Linked DNA regions of Mus musculus: region 2 is linked to region 1. Evidence: chromatin contacts called from public HiChIP or PLAC-seq data. All regions are on one chromosome and are shown on one strand. The core of a region is the stretch at or near the end of the contact, and the rest is flanking DNA. Distances in the headings are between cores, read along the strand shown.

Evidence for each region. HiChIP or PLAC-seq counts read pairs in DNA pulled down with a chosen protein or histone mark.
Region 2: an HNF4G HiChIP or PLAC-seq map of pancreatic cancer cells shows a contact between it and region 1. The contact joins two enhancer-like sites. A contact is called at or near these places in 1 of 15 datasets of contacts at CTCF or cohesin (the NIH/3T3 cell line), 2 of 484 Hi-C or Micro-C datasets (bone marrow-derived macrophages and nephron progenitors) and 2 of 115 datasets of contacts at active chromatin or transcription factors (pancreatic cancer cells and trophoblast stem cells).

What each region holds. Positions count from the first base shown.
Region 1 is chr5:147,588,680-147,591,726 of GRCm38.p6, reverse strand. Flt1 (FMS-like tyrosine kinase 1) reads left to right here. Exons shown (of 30, transcript NM_010228.4): 19 at 1,852-1,965. Among named protein-coding and RNA genes, the nearest start is that of Gm35383, 69 kb to the left of the region's middle. Within about 2 kb of position 1,641, at least 60 of the 459 cell types and tissues checked have an H3K27ac peak or open chromatin away from gene starts, as enhancers often do. A contact at or near this core is called in pancreatic cancer cells and trophoblast stem cells, where this site is marked.
Region 2 is chr5:147,785,628-147,788,674 of GRCm38.p6, reverse strand. No RefSeq gene overlaps it. Among named protein-coding and RNA genes, the nearest start is that of Gm35592, 22 kb to the right of the region's middle. Within about 2 kb of position 1,589, at least 52 of the 459 cell types and tissues checked have an H3K27ac peak or open chromatin away from gene starts, as enhancers often do. A contact at or near this core is called in pancreatic cancer cells and trophoblast stem cells, where this site is marked.

The DNA of each region.
Region 1 (3,047 bases), core at 392-2,891:
GGGAGGAAGGAAGGAAGGAAGAGGGGCAGGGGAGATAGCTTGGTCTGTGAAGTGTTTAACGTACAACCGTAAGGATCTGAGTTCAAGTCCATGAAGCTCCAGACCACAGAGAGACCCTGTCTCAAAGTACATGGTGTGCACAGATCCTGAGGAATGACACCTGGGTTTGTCCTCTGACATGTACATACACACACAGACACAGGACCTGCCTGGAGGAGCCACACAGAGACAGACACACAGACAGACAGACGGACACCCAACTGAAGACTATACATGTCAGAAGAAACGCATCCGTCCATTAAAAGGAATGAAAAGAGGGCTGGAGAGATGACTAAGAGGAGACAAGCCCTTCTTGTCCTTGTCCTTGAGGCGAGTTGAATTCTCAGCACTCACATAAAAGAAAAATAAATAAAGCAGGATGAGAAGAATCTGATATTAAAAGGGGGGGGTGAATCAATGTGTGTGAGCGTCTGCGTGTGTGTGTGCGTGCGTGCGTGCGTGAGAGAGAGAGAGAGAGAGAGAGAGAGAGAGAGAGGAAAGTCAGAGGATCATTTGCAAGAGTCAGTCCTTTTCTTCCACACATGGGTTCTGGGGCTCGAACTCAAGCCTTAGCAGCAAGCTCCTTCCTCACTGAGCCACTGAGCTAGCCCTCGGTGGGTATTTTTAAGTACATATGGAAGGGTCTGAAGCTCACCTTGTTGACCGTGACTGCTTCAAGGAAGCAGATTAGAGTGGCTTGCACTTTTTACTCTAGCACCTCAGACTCCTTACGTTGACTTTCGATCTCTTATTATTTGTCTTTTCCGGTGCTGAAAAGCTTTGCACACGCTAGAGCTGGGCTCTCCCACTGCAGACATGTACACATACACATGCACGGGTGAGCATATACATGCGTGCACACACGCCCCTTCACTGATCTCCATATTCATACTGTTGGAATATTTTACAGAAACACTTTTTAGTATCTTTAAAAAAAAAAAAAAAACAACTAAGATTATGAATACCTCAAAAATGAATGATAGGAAAAAGAGCAGGCGGGACTCAGTCTAGAATCTAGACTGTTGGTTCCTGGACTGACACAGATCATCTCCAAGAGTGAAGTTAAAGGGGGTGGGGGGAGGTTAAGGACACTTGCTGTCTTGTAAAGGACCCAGGTTCCATTCCCAATGCCTACATGGTGGCTCAACCATGTGTAACTCCAGTGCTGAGGGTCCTGGCTGGTGCCCTTTTCTGGTCTCCACACACATGGTGCCAGCACAAGGCTATACACATTAAAAAAAAAAAAAAAAAAAAAAAAAAGAGCCGGAAAACACAAATCCTTGTTGCCTGAGATAACCCTTGCATTCCAGGCGTGAAGGTGGCTACAGAGAAAATAACACAGTTCCAAGGTGTTACATACGCAGTTAGCTTGATATCGTAGAGGCCCCCAACCTCTTTCCTTCCTGGTGACTCCCTGAAAGGAGACTGGGAGGGAAGGTGTGGGTGGGCCCCCTGCCTGCAGGGCTCTTGCCTCACCTGTTTTTGCTAGAAGGGAGGCTTCTGGAAAGCCGAGGACGTGAGGTGCCAGTTCTGAGTCAGCACATTGTCAGCACAGCCGGGTCCACCAGAAGGAAACGTCCGGTGACTAACCCCATCCACACGGCGGGCCTCAGTGCAGTGCAAAGGATGTTGGCTCAGGCGGGGTGGGAGGAATAAAAACAGTCTGGCTGGTGACTTGGCCTTTCGCAGAATGTGGGGAAGTTAATGAAGCAAGGACAAACAAGGGTTGCAGGCATGCGGCCTCCAGTGCAGGGCAGTGCGGAAGCAGCCCCATTGTCCCAGAGCCCTGACTTTTCCTTGCTTCTCACACAGAGGGGGCCACAGCCAGTGAGTACAAAGCTCTGATGACCGAACTCAAGATCTTGACCCACATCGGCCATCATCTGAATGTGGTTAACCTCCTGGGAGCCTGCACGAAGCAAGGAGGTAAAGGAGACGGAGGAGGCCTGCGCCATCTGCGCCATCTGTCTTGCTGAGAGGGGAGCTCTCTACTCACAAGGCTCCCTCCCTCACCCCGCCCCAGTCCTTCATCGTTAGAAAGACACTCCATTTTAGATCTTCTGGGTCAAATGGAGGGCCTTTTCTCTCAGGATGACTGGGGGAGTTGAACGTGAGATGGTAAAGGTTTAAGAGGCTACACACCCCCTGCAGCTTCCCAGCAACCACACAGGGTGGTTGTAACATAGGAAATAATCAGAGAGGCCCCTCCTTTCTGATCAGCTCTCAAGACAGGTAACAGGAACATGGCTGGGCTATAAACTGTTGAACCCCCAGTATGCCCTTGCTGGTCTCTCTTCCCCTGTGGCAAGGTGAATACTTGGGTGTAGGTGTGAACGGATGCTCAAGTCATGCCAGTGGCGCCAAGGAGTTGTACAATAAATGGTCTTCAGTTTCCCAACACGAAGCAGAGGTGGAGGAGCATGGGGAAGAAAAAAAGGGAGCCAATGGAAGGAGACACTGAGGGCTGGGAGGCCAGAAAGAGTCCTCGTGAACCAGACAAGTTCCCCATAGCGCCTAACCGTGCATAAGTCGAGCGCCTGCCCCAGTGACAGCATTCTGCGTCCCTCAACCTTGTACCTTTGAGATGTGAGCCTCCAAGGCTGGGCAGCTGAACCCCAGCCAAACCTGCTCCTTGGTGGGGAGACCCCAGCTCTAGAAGCAACTTCCTTTCTGGAGCCCTGAGGGATGAGGGGGTGCTTCCTTCCCCCCAAACTGTTTTCACTGCAGAAGGGTGGGAAGAGGACAGGTAGCCTCTGTGCTCAGCATGGCTGGCTCTCTTTGAATCATCGGGGTGGGGAAGAAGAGAAAGGAGTATTTTGTTTGGTGACATTTAAATATCTGTGTTCATAAAACTTTATTGGAAGAGGGCCATGTTCTCGGTTATATTAACAAGGCCGGGTTTTGTGCCACAGAAGCTGAATCGAGCCTTGACTCATGGCCTCTAGTCTCAGGTGCACTCTCGGGCCCTACCCATATAAAACCAGGTTGGTTTGAGGTCTCGAGGGCTG
Region 2 (3,047 bases), core at 340-2,839, 200 kb before region 1:
TCTGTCTCTAAAAATAGAATGTGAGCCGATCCAGGATTTTAGGGAGTGGAGGGAGGCAGCGCCAGCAGCAAGGACATGTGTGGCTGAGAGTGTGCTGGGTTCAGAGCCTTCTGCTATGTGCTGTGGGTGGGTGGGTGGATGCCCCGCCCTTTTGCAATGGGCAAAGCTCATAGTGGGACTGCTCTAACTCCACTTCCCTGCTTTCTGGTGATGGGTTATGTCTTAGTGTCCCCAAAGATGAGAAAGTGACAGATCCAAGTCCCCAAGGCTCAGAAGTTAAGCCCTGTGATGCTATCTTTTCTTCTTTCACTCTTCCCTAAAGATTCACAACAGGGCCCCGGAGAGATGCTCAGAGTTTACAAGCACTTGCTATTCTTGCAGAGGTCCTGGGTTCATTTCCAAACATCCATGTGGCAGCTCAAAATTGCCCTTAACTTCTGCTCTAGGGGATCAGTGCTCTCTCCTGGTCTCCATAGTCACTGTATGTATGTGTGTATGTTGTATGTATGTATATATGCATGTATGTATGTTGTGTGTATGTATGTATGTATGTATGTATGTATGCATGCATGCATGCATGTATGTTGTGTGTGTGTATGTGTGTGTATGTATGTGTGCATGTATGTATGTGTGTATGTGTGCATGTATGTATGTATGCGTGTATTGTACATGTATGTATGTATGTGTATGTAGTATATTTATATGCATGTAGGCAAAATACCAATACACAAAAAAATAAAAAGTAAAATTTTAAAACAAAAATTATAAATATATTACATAGGAAATATATTTACAAAGGAAACACTGTTAAACCTTTTGCCTTCCATTACTTTTGATCATTGAAACAATAGTCAAACGTGCCTTCTGAAAACTGTTATAGCTTCAATCTAGAATGTTCTCCAAAGACCCATATGTTAAAGGTCAGTCTAGTTAAAAATTGGGGTCTAGTAGAAGGCCTTTAGAAACCTGGGGGGGGGGTGTCATCAAGGGGAGGGGTATGTAGCTGGTTGTGACTATGTGAACACACCCATAATCTCAGAGCTTGGGAGACTGAGGCAGGAGGATTGTAAGTTCCAGTATATTCTAGGCTATATAATGAGGTCCTGTTTCAAAATAGGAGAGAATAAAATGGTATGTGGGGGGGGGGGTTTGACTGTGGGACACTTCGCTCCCCCTCTCTGCCTCTGAGCTCTGCAGTGCTATTCGTCTCTGCTGTGACAGTCTGCCTCTCAAGGCAGCAGAGCTAACAGAGCTAGCATGGGTTGGTGCTAATGGAATCTTTTCTCCTTAAAAGTCGGTCATCAGCACTTCCTTGGGCAATGGAGAACTGCCTCGAACAGAGACTCGGAATCCTGCTTCCACAAAGTTCTCTCTGGGGACCCTACTAGCATCCCTTACTGAGAAAGCCAGTCTTCCGGCTGTGATCGTGTCCCCATGTCCTCTGGATAAGAAACATCAAAAACTTCCTGTTCCCAGGGGAAAGGATTTCACCTAACATTCCCAATAAAGTCTAGTAAATAGATGTGTGAGTCACTTCATTGAGTTCTCTGAAGAAAGGTCCATGAATAGACTCTTTTATGAGTCACTTAGATACACTTGCTAGATGAGAACTATCTCAAAGTGGTTTCTATAAAGGGGAGGGGGGTGGTAGAGAGATGTGTAGAGCATTTCCTCTTCTGCTTGAGCAAGCACAAGCTGGGGAAAGGCTCACAGCTCTGATTCACGCAGTGCCGTGGTTTCTCCTTGTCCCGGGCCCTGGGTGCATCCTCAGATCCCTGCTGTAGCCGTGGGGCTAGAGAACTCTGTACAGCAGTCCCACTGAGATGAAGGACGCACACAAGAACATTTGGAAATTTGAGGATCTGCCCACCACTCGAAAGGATGGCCGGACAAATGCACAGCCATGGGGAGTTGGGGACATCACTGTCTTTCTGGATCTTTCTTGATCCTCTGAGCATGGCCACTGTGTCATACCTGCAGGACCCCGGGAGGACTGAGGAGTCACCATCCTTTTTTATATCAAATGGGATAAAACTTAGTGTTTATGGGATTTTTCTGAAAGAGATATAGGGAGGCTAGAATTAGCTTTGAAATAAGCCTGGGGTTTGAAGCCAGAGGTTGGCTAGGCTACAGGTCTTACAAGAGTTGGAGTCAGGAAGGGAGAGACAGGGAGAAGGGGGAGAGAAGGAGAGAAAAGGGGGAGGGGGAAGGAGGGAGTGAGGGAGAGTGGGAGAAAAAGAAAGAGAGGAGAGAATGGGGAAGACAGAGAGAAAGAGGTGGGGGAGACAGACAGACAGACAGACAGACAGACAGACAGCAGATGGATCTGGAGCCTAGGAAGAGATGTGTTGCAGAGCTCCGAGATGGGTGGGGAAGAGAATGTTCCAGTGTTCACAAAAGCTGTCTGTCTGTCCAGGAAGACAAAGGGTCCAGAGCCCCCTAATCAGAAGAGCATGTGCTGGTATAATGCCTTGCTGACACGTTCTAAAATTTCCTCATAAGTTCTGAACAGAAACCTGTCGGCATCTTTCATCAGGTCTCTCTCACAAAACCAATGCACCTGTGCTAGGCAGGTCCTCCAGGATTTGTGTCTGTGTGTCTGTCTGTGGGTATCAGGACAAACAACCTTGGACTCCTCATCCCTTAGTCTCCCAAGCAAGGGAAAGAGGTTCTTCCTGCTACCATTGAGAGAACTTAGACATAAGTTCCACCAGACACTGGGGTGCTTGGGAAAGGGCTTCTCCCGTGTCTCCCATTTCATCTGGCATGAATGAGGATGGACAACCTGGATGCAGACACAGTCTTTGTCCTCAACAGACTCATTTCCAACAATTCTCAGACAGTAAACCCTTTGCAGAAAAACTGTAACAAGGTGGCTGACTTGTGGTTTTACTGATGTGAACAGACACCATGACCAAAGCAAGTCTTATAAAGACAATATGTAATTGAGGCTGGATTACAGGTTCAGAGGTTCAGTCCATTGTCATCAAGGCAGGAACATGGCAGCTTCCAGGCAGGCATGGTGTGGGAAGAGCTGAGAGTTCCAC